2 separate regions of the Zea mays genome follow, and region 2 is linked to region 1. The links are chromatin contacts, called in public Hi-C maps. All regions are on one chromosome and are shown on one strand. Each heading gives the region's core, a stretch centred on a gene start, on an enhancer-like site or on the middle of the called end of the contact. The rest is flanking DNA. Distances are from core to core; before and after follow the strand shown.

Region 1 (4,639 bases), core at 1,252-3,751:
CTCCTCTAGCTCTTCCCCGTCTCTTGCTCCAATCGCGCAGCGCTCCGCATGCCACGACCTCTAGCCACCTCCCGCCCCCCGAGCCTGCCTCCCGACGCGATTCATGGTCGCACACACCCGATGCCCCGCCCCCGAGCCTGCCTCCCGATGCCATCTCCCTCGCGTGTCAACCTGACACGCAGAATTCGGTTGATAACATCACTAAACAATGACCTATGCATACACAAGTGTGACCCATCAGTTGATAACATCACTAAACAATGATCTATGCGTGTACAAATGTCACCCGTTGCAACGCACGGGCATATACCTAGTTTATTAAAAAGAAAGGTCACTAGAACCATGAAACCCTTTCTAAAGAAGAGACAATATCTTTGTGACTCGAAACACATGAAACTACTCGGAACATTAGGGACTCTGGCTTTTCTTCAGATCATGTATATGTTTAGGCCTTGTTTGGTAGCATGGGAATCAAAGAGAAATTCCATTCTATTGATCCATTTTTATAAGAGATTTAATCTTCTCCAATCTCATCTAGTCGACTCTAACCGAACAGGCCATAACATTGGCGCACATATCTCTTTCCCTTATCAGTGGTGACCCTCCTCCCCTCCGGTGGTGGCATGGCCTGCCTTGAGAGGAAGGTGCACCTCTGCAACGGCACAACACCTAGCCCACGAGGCCATATGTCAGTCCCCTTTAGAATTTTGTCGTAGCAAGCTTTTAGACAAGGTAACACATAAACTCATGTGACTCAGAAGAACACAATCATGTTTTGGTGATGTAAAGCTTGCCAACTATTTTAGGATCTATTCCTTTGCTTAATAGGAGATTACATGGAAATTAAATTGTAGTCCTACAATCAAACACGTAAAGGTTGATTTCCTAACATGAGTACCATACCAAACTAAGCAACAAAGTTAGCAATCATGATAAAACATGTAAAGGCTATTTTTCTCATATGAGTAACATACTAAACTAGCATCCAATGTTTTAGGGTGTTTGGTTTGAGGAATGGGTTGGTCTATTATCTTCTCACTCCTCATTTTTTTTGTTTGGTTTGTGAAATGGAATGAGTTGATCCATCACCACCTCATTCCTCATAATTAGTTAGTTAGTACTAATACGAGGAATTGGGTCATCACACCAAATTTAAGGAATGGACCTATGATGCACCACCTCATTTTGGATGGAGCGATTCCTCAAACCAAACACCCACTTTATTTCCAACAACAACCATCTTTGTTGTGCGCATCGTCATCACTACGCGAGAGCTCATGGACACATCACCGCCACCGTTATCATGCGCAAGGTCGAGGTGCGTCACCCATGCCTCCGACGCAATGCACGACACCAGGGATCGATATGCCACTCATGTCATCGTTGTATGCCCATGGCATTGCCACCATCGTTCCACACGTGGTCGTGCTTAAAGAAACCAGAAGGGAGAGAGGTGAAGCTAGGGATTTAATGAGATATATGTTTATATAGTGAATCCAACTAATGAAATCTATCTTAGGCCATCCAACAACTAAAACCAATTGTATCACGTCATGTCGGTCCATTAATCGTGTTGTGCTTGTGTCAACACTGCAGGTCGAACCTCAGGCATGGCTCTAGACCATGTCCATGTCAGCATTGACACTATAGACCGTAGGCCCATTGTCGCTCTGACGAGCTTGGCCCATTTAACCATCTATAATGATTAATAGAATCATGGTAAAAAAAAACTTAGATGTTTACGAGCATAAGCCCATAACCAAAATACCAGTCTACACTTAGCCCATTAGGCCAGAAACCATTATTAAGGAACCGCAATCGGTGAAACCATTTCTTGTACTTACACAACTTCAGCGTTCATGGTCACTTCTGTCAAGCCAGCAGGCACTGTAAGAACATACTATCCACCGCACCATGATGTGGACAACTCGCAAGAGATAATAAGGATTAAAGAATACTCCTGCAATGTATTCACCGCGTCCTAAAATAAATGCCGTTATGGTATTTATATTGGTCATTTTAATATTTAACTAGATTTATAAAAATGTTAGTACTGTTTTTATATAAAAATAAATTTATTGTATAAATAGATTTAATGACCTATCTATTATTAATATTAATATTTTTATATATTTGGTAAAAAAAATAAAACATTTGACTTCGCTGATAAACGACAGTGCGTTTTGGGACGGCGGAGCACACGGTAACACGAGAAGGGAGAGCCAGAAAATTTTTAGGATAGACTGAACTAAACCAATTTAGTATAAAAGCTTTTATATTATATTGTGTACATTTCAAAATTTAGGATAGGTTACAAACTTACCGTAGAAGTTTATGTGTTTGAAAGCTGTAGGGCAGTAGGGGGCTCGGGGCGCCCCACCGCTGCCTCCCTCCTGCACAGAAAAAGAAAACAAAAGCAGCCTTGCCTCTGGCGTTAGTGAGCACGCACCGCCACAGCGAGTACTAGTAGGATTGTACCGCAGCAGTTGTACTAGAAAAGGATTTGGCATGCGCGGGCTGGTCCCTGGGCCCTGCCTCGTCCTCGCTCCGATCACTTCGCTATGGTTGGCAACTTGCCATGGCGTCGAGCATCTTCCCAACTTCTTGGGTGCTGTTGTCAAAGTACAATTCGGAGCATACAAGCTTTAATTATTCTCTTAGCTAGTGCATGTTGCAGTCGACAAGGGGACGATTTAGAACCGAGATTCTTTCACCAAATCTTCCGGTAACACATACATGTCCAAGCAGGTTAGTTTAAGTCGTTTCTTCACTGGCAATATCTATACAAATGTATTATCTTAAATGACAATAATCATATATTTTATAAAGTTTCATAGTGAATCTAGTAAATATTGACCTTGTGCCGTATCTACATAAAAATTCAAAGAACAATTGTCAAAACTTAAATTTATTTTTTTCTATGGGTCAGGACATGGTTGCAGGCTGACAGACCCAGAGTCTTTTGGAAGCCCTGACAGTTTAGTGGGCCAAACAAACAACTGAGTAAATATAATCTTCTCTATGACTCTATATATGACAGACAAGTTGCATTGGTTTCCTTTCCACTTAGAGCCACCGACATGAGTTCCCTTCTCCTTCCCACTAGAGCCTCGCTTTAATTTGGAATGACGCACAGTTTACCCAGATTCCTGCTGCATAAATCGAACTAATTAAGTTCTAATCTCCTTCCTACGAAACATAATTCCTTTTCCCTGTCGAATAATCAGAGTCCCTTCCCTTATCGAATAGTCTGCAAAGCAAGTGGATCCCAGGAGCTTCTGCAGATGATAAAGCCCGACATCCACATGGGCAACTCTCTCTGAGTCTAAAATCCCTCCCCAATAAATAAAGCGAAATATTCCCTCAAATTCTCTGGACGACCAGCATACAGCTCATTGTATGCATTGCGCGTATGCAGCTGCGACAGAGGCCGCAACAACTCAGCTTTCTTTACGCGATCCGATTGCTACTTCCCAAAGAGAAGCCGAGAGAGTAAACACTCACCAGCCTGGCAGTGCTTAATTCAGCTGAGTGATGCACCAATCAGTGGCCACCCAATGCTATTATATATAGATGATCACAGATCTATCAACACCACCAAACCCAATCCCTTTCCAGCACACTGCAAAACACCAAAAGGACCGAAAGCAATGGCATGCGTTGCAGGAACACCAAACCTGCGTGATTCAGAGTCAGAAAGGCAATTGTATGAGTCCATGGGCATTGGCATTGACAGGGCAAAGATACCTACACAGTTTCACGAGAAAACATGCACCGTCGCGCGCTGGCCACTGGACACGACAACAACAACTTGCCTATATTGGCATAGGCAGAGTGATAATGTTGGTTAAGATAACGAGTGCTATACGCATGAAAACTTCTTTCATAAATAAAGGCCTACATCTACATATAGAGACATGAATAATGAAGCAGCACGATCTGAAGCATCTAGGTCCCCTACTATTTTTTAATAAGAATGAACTGTAGCTGTGACGACATGCCAAAGCCTAGTAGATATTTTATTTACGTACCTGAATATGATTGGCCCATCACTGCTCTCGGTTTGTACTTGTGCACATGTGAGATCCAAGTTGAAAACGCACGATCATTTCAACAGGGAAAACTACACTTGAGTAGGAGGCAGGGAACTGTACAAGTTTAGCTCTGAAACAAGTAGCTGATGTTCCAGTGGCAGCTAATCACCAAACAAGCATAATTTGGAAATAAGGGCTGTCACTATCACAGGAAAAAATGACGAGGGATTTATGCACAATGACATTAGAATCACTAACAAAAAGCATTAGGAGAAATGGAAGCTGACAAATTTTGTCTTACCACCTTGTATAGGATCTTGCTTGCGTGTACTAAGTCTGGTCAGCTCAAGAATTAAGAACTATTACAGATGCAACTACAATCACTACATATATTCTTTCTAGAAGTCAAGTTTTGAAAGGCTACATCGTCCTATAGAATTCAGCCCACAATGACTAAATAGTTGAGGCAAATATAAACTTTCTTTTCTTTCTCTTAAATTTAACTGAACAAAAAAAAGATCAGGAACAAACAAGAAATACAAACAGGGTGTTTGGTTTGACAGAAGAACTCATGTGGCATCCGCTGAACCTACCAGCATAGAATG
Region 2 (4,639 bases), core at 626-3,125, 290 kb after region 1:
AGGCCACGGAAGACCTAGAACTATAGGAGGTACAGGGAGGCCTTGTCGTCAGGAGGGCGGCACTCTAGCTCCTTGTGTATCTGAGCCAGTATGCTGACATAGTCCGCGGGCTTGAAGTGCGAAAGCACAGCCGGCTCTGACATCTTCATCAAGGACTCTCTGCGACACAAACAAAACAGGATGAACATCTCAATCGGCCAACTTTGCACAGCCAAATCAACACCAGTGCCTAAAAGACTGAGTCTTGCGTGACACAATTGAAGCATAAACGAATGAGCATATGTTGACATATCAAGCCAGAAACAAGTGAAGGACTAAGAGCTTACATGGAGGAGCCGCCAGCAGCATGGCCAGAGAACTTGGAGAGCTTCTCCCACACAGGCTAGAGGATCCTCCAAACAGCTTGGCCAGAAATTTGTACATCATATCGATCATTCATTGCTTCTGTTATGTACCGACAGTGAGAGAGAGACCGGTCTATGTTAGGGTGGAATAGCGTCTCCGGCTCTCAGCCTGAGAAGAGGAGGAGGGCACCACCAGTGATCTCAGGTACGCCTTGGGCAGCGCCATCAACTTCTTCGTCTTAGGAACGTAGGCCCTCCGGGTGAAGTTGTCGTAGTCGTTGGCCTCGATCTCGTCGAGGATCTGCCGGTACAGGAGCAGAGAAGACCACACCTGTAACAGCAACAGTCACTCATCTGACCGGGTTCTGAAAACGGCTAGCGTTGTGTGTCTCACCGGCCATCGGCTCTCCTGGTTGAGCTCGGTGGCGCCTTCCTCTCGAGGGGCAGCCATGAGTGGGGCGTGGTGTGGAGCTTGGTCTCCTTGTAGGCCGACTCGGAGAAGAACAACTTCCTCGTGGCACATACCACGGTGGGGGTCCAGATCAGGACTTCACCTTCACTTGTTCCTCTTGAATCCACTCAAATCATCGCCATCCAGGGCCCCCAAATCACCCCGAATTCACAAGGAAACGCCGGGAATCAAACCCCCGCGCCAGCCACGGGTAACAGAGGAGTAAGCTGCGTCGGCTGGTATTTGGGGGGAGCGGGGCGGCAGTCGCGGATCCGAGGACAGGCACAGTGAGCGGAGGACATGAAGGTGGTGTCTCCGGAGCGAGCATGGTGGAGTCCTCGTTCCTCGGAGTTGAGGTGGGCAACCAGACCTGCGGCGACAGAGTCTGGTGAGGAGGAGGGGAGCGCACTGGCCCCAGAGGACAGGCACGAAGAGCGGGGCGCGCACGACGCGTGGGTAGTCCGCCATGGTCGTCGATGGAAGGGCACGGTGGGCGAGGATTTCGGCGTGGCGCAGGGGCGACGAAGATGCAAGGAGGATGCGCGGCGCTTCGGTAGCGATCTCATCGTTGGAAGGGCGGTTAGGGCGACGAAGACCGGGGCGTGCGCGGCGTGGTGGCGGTGGGAGAGGTTTTCGGCGCGGCGCAGTGGATGATTTCGGGGCGGGCGAGCCTGGGGCGGCAGCCGGAATCGGGGGAGGAGAGGGGAGGTCGGGGGCGACGGTTTCCAGGCGAGGCGAGAGGGTTTCGGGGCGCGATCTAGAGCGGGACCGGTGTGCGGGATCAGGGAGCGAGACTGAAACGTAGGATCGGACGGCTGGGATTACAGAATGGTAGAACGGATGGTTGAGATCGTAGAACGGCAGAACATCAGACTACATTTACTGTCTTAATAAATAGTATAGATATAGATTCAGTGACCGGATATTTAAAAGTATTAATTTATACTATTTAAAATTGAATAGTTAGGGCCTGTAGATCCCTCAAATCCCTAACCGACCCGCGACCCCGACCCGATTGCCGTACCTCCTTCCGTGTGGCATATAAATCCGACGCGCCGACGCCTCGATTCCTCGCCTCCCCGAGAGCCCCCGTTTCTGTCACAAATCGCCACTAAAACCCTAGCCTTCCGCCATGGCCACCTCCCCTGCCGCCTCGTCCTCCTCCGCTCCGACCGCCTCCGCGGTGGCTGCGGCTACGATGGCTGTTGAGGCCACCGACGGGCCGGTGCTCAGCGTAGTATCGAAGCGTCTCCGCGCACTGCGGAAGAAGTACAACCGAATCACGCAGATGGAGGAGTCGCTCGCCGCCGGCAAGACGCTCAACCGAGAGCAGGAGGAGGTTCTCCGCTCCAAGCCCGTCGTCGCCGCTCTGATCGACGAGCTCGAGCGCCTCCGCCCTCCGCTCGCCTCCGCCCTCGCGGAGGAGCTCTCCTCCCGCCCCGCCCCCGCCCCCTCCGCCGCTTCCTCCTCCGACTCAGATTCGTCAGTCCAGGACTTGCTTGCGCTCGTCTACTTCGGCTCCCTCTTTGACGTCAAGCAGCAAAGCGACTTCGTCTCTTTGGTTTACACGCGCGAACTCGAGCGGAGCAGCTGCCTCACTTATGACTACGTCGGGGATGATCCGGAGGACAGTCTCGCGGAGACCGATCTGAACGCGGTTTCTGCCCTTGCCTCCCTCGCCGCGTTGCGCCCTCCTGCTGCAGCCGGAGTCTCGCACCGTGACGCCCTTCAGGCTTGTGCTCATCACGCCCGCCTCTGGCTCTGCCGTGCGGATGAACCCATCCATCCTGACTCCACCATCACATGTGGGTATTTCTACAGGGCGTGCGCTTGATTTTGTTTTGAGATGGTATGGTAGTGTGACATAAACTTAATCTGCATTTCCTTTTGGCTGTAGATGCTGGGGTGAGGGCAAAGCTGGATAGGATCATGGCATCGGGCTACTTCACAGCGCAGCTAGAAATGAGGACACCATTGGATCTGGCTGCTGCAGTGGCAAGTTTTGGAGCTGGAGGTGTGCAGGTGCAAGAGAGCATGGTTGTGTCACCTCAGGCACCGGAAGCAGTGGAGGAGAGCCAGGCTGTTGAAGGACACAAGGTGAAATCATACTTTTATTTTGCTTTCGTCAATGTTTGGCTGGCTTTCGTAATATTTGGGTTTAGGTTATCAAAACATCACATGAATATACTACCTCAATTCCAAATTATAAGACCTTTTACCTTTCCTTGTTACATAGCTTTTACTATGCACTTACATATACAATATGTCTAGATACAAAGTAAACAAAGTCAAACATCTCATAATTTGGAATGAAGGGAGTACATCTCTGTGCTCTTTTCCAAACGATTTGTTACTTTGATGTTTTGGAAATAGTAATGCGTTGAATGGAAAATTAGTTTGTGTGCTTGTCTCATTTGTTCTTTTTTTGTGTGCTGAGTAAGAAATGATTTCAGAATCAAACAATATCATGGTTATTAAAGCGGTAAAACGATAAAACGTTAGGAACCACCATTTCAACATTTAAACGCTGAAATGTCTTTTCAGACTTGACGTAAAACGACACGGTAGAATATGTTCATACTCATAAGTTGAGTATTTAAACAAATAACATAAAAAGGAAACAGATCAAGTTCAACCACACAAGTCTACGCAACCAATGATTTCAAGTCGCCTGGTCGCCTGGTCGATCCCTGGGACTGACCAGGCGACTAGTCGCGATTAGGCGACGACTAGGGCGATTAGTCGACTCCTAGTCGGTCCTAGTCGTTCCCTGGTCGTCCTAGTCTAGTAGTTATACTTATATAGCTATATATATAAATGTACATGTATACAACTACATTATATAAATTAGAAAGTCACTACTTAGCACAGGCTTAGGATTAGGGCAGCCAGCAACCATCCACTAATTTGGCAGAACTGCGGAGAAGGGGGAGATGGGGGGAGAGCAGGAGGAACCTTGAGATGACGAGCTCATCTCCTCAATGGTGCAGGTCTGCTGGAGCTTGGGAAGGGGCAGGGTGGAGACTACAGTTGGTGAACCTTAAGACATTCGCCGCATGTGGAGACTGCAGCAGGCGAGCATGAGAAGGGGCAGGGTGGTGTAGCCGCTGATGATGTAGCCGTCGGTGAGCTGTAGGTCTGAAGGGGCAGCCACCGGCGACCAAGTGTGAATAAGGGCTGGAACAGTCGAGCTAGCAAGAGAGGAGAGTAGGAGACGTAGTGCACTGTTTGACGGCTAGGTATTACATTGGAGAGGAGAGGGTAGTCTAAAGTATACTGTAGATGGGTTGAAAATGGCCCAATAACAAAACCCTAGCCAGGACGACCAGGAAACAGTAATCGGGCGATTAGTTGCCCTAATCGGCGATTAGTCGGACGACCAGGACGACCAGCCTATCTAGTCGAGTCGTCCATCTAATCGAGCCCAAATCGCAACTATGTAACATGCAAGCTAGACCTTGCATCTAGGATCAGTAACCATCATCCTACTCATCAATATCAAGAGCATGAACATCCCTGGAAGTCTGGAACCTGATGGTTGCAGCTATTGACGGCGTTGGCTGCTAGAGGAGCTGGCGGGCAGTGTGCTGGCGTTAGAGGCGGCCGGCGCTGGAGGAGGGAGAGGGGAGGGGGCGCTCGGGCGCTGGAGGAGGTGGTCTGCGGTTGGCGCTATTGGGGAGTGTCGTGGAGGTGGCGGACCTGGCAGTGCTGGAGGATGGAGGGTGCAGAGGAGAAGAGGGAGGCACGAGGCGGTGGACGGGCAGAGCTGGCGGCGCTGGAGGAGGGAGGCGAGCGACGGCGTAGCAGGAGCTGGACGAGAGGAGGAGGCGGGCTACGCTGCACA

The links. Hi-C and Micro-C count contacts between places; a contact is called where the count stands out from the background.
Region 2: a Hi-C map of tassel shows a contact between it and region 1, with 2.6 times the contacts expected there. The contact joins the promoter of LOC100382366 here to the enhancer-like site in region 1. A contact is called at or near these places in 2 of 25 Hi-C or Micro-C datasets (ear and tassel).

Annotation. Positions count from the first base shown.
Region 1 is chr1:268,311,315-268,315,953 of Zm-B73-REFERENCE-NAM-5.0, forward strand. It overlaps a transcript of LOC100193597 not described here. Among protein-coding and RNA genes, the nearest start is that of LOC100193597, 11 kb to the right of the region's middle. Within about 2 kb of position 2,502, at least 16 of the 20 cell types and tissues checked have an H3K27ac peak or open chromatin away from gene starts, as enhancers often do. A contact at or near this core is called in ear and tassel, where this site is marked.
Region 2 is chr1:268,598,257-268,602,895 of Zm-B73-REFERENCE-NAM-5.0, forward strand. LOC100382366 reads left to right here and starts at 1,876. Exons shown (of 4, transcript NM_001175111.1): 1 at 1,876-2,600; 2 at 2,693-2,892. The coding sequence starts at 1,928. LOC103645541 (phytoene synthase 3, chloroplastic-like) reads right to left here and starts at 795. Exons shown (of 2, transcript XM_008668577.2): 1 at 739-795; 2 at 449-675. The coding sequence starts at 795. The coding sequence ends at 478.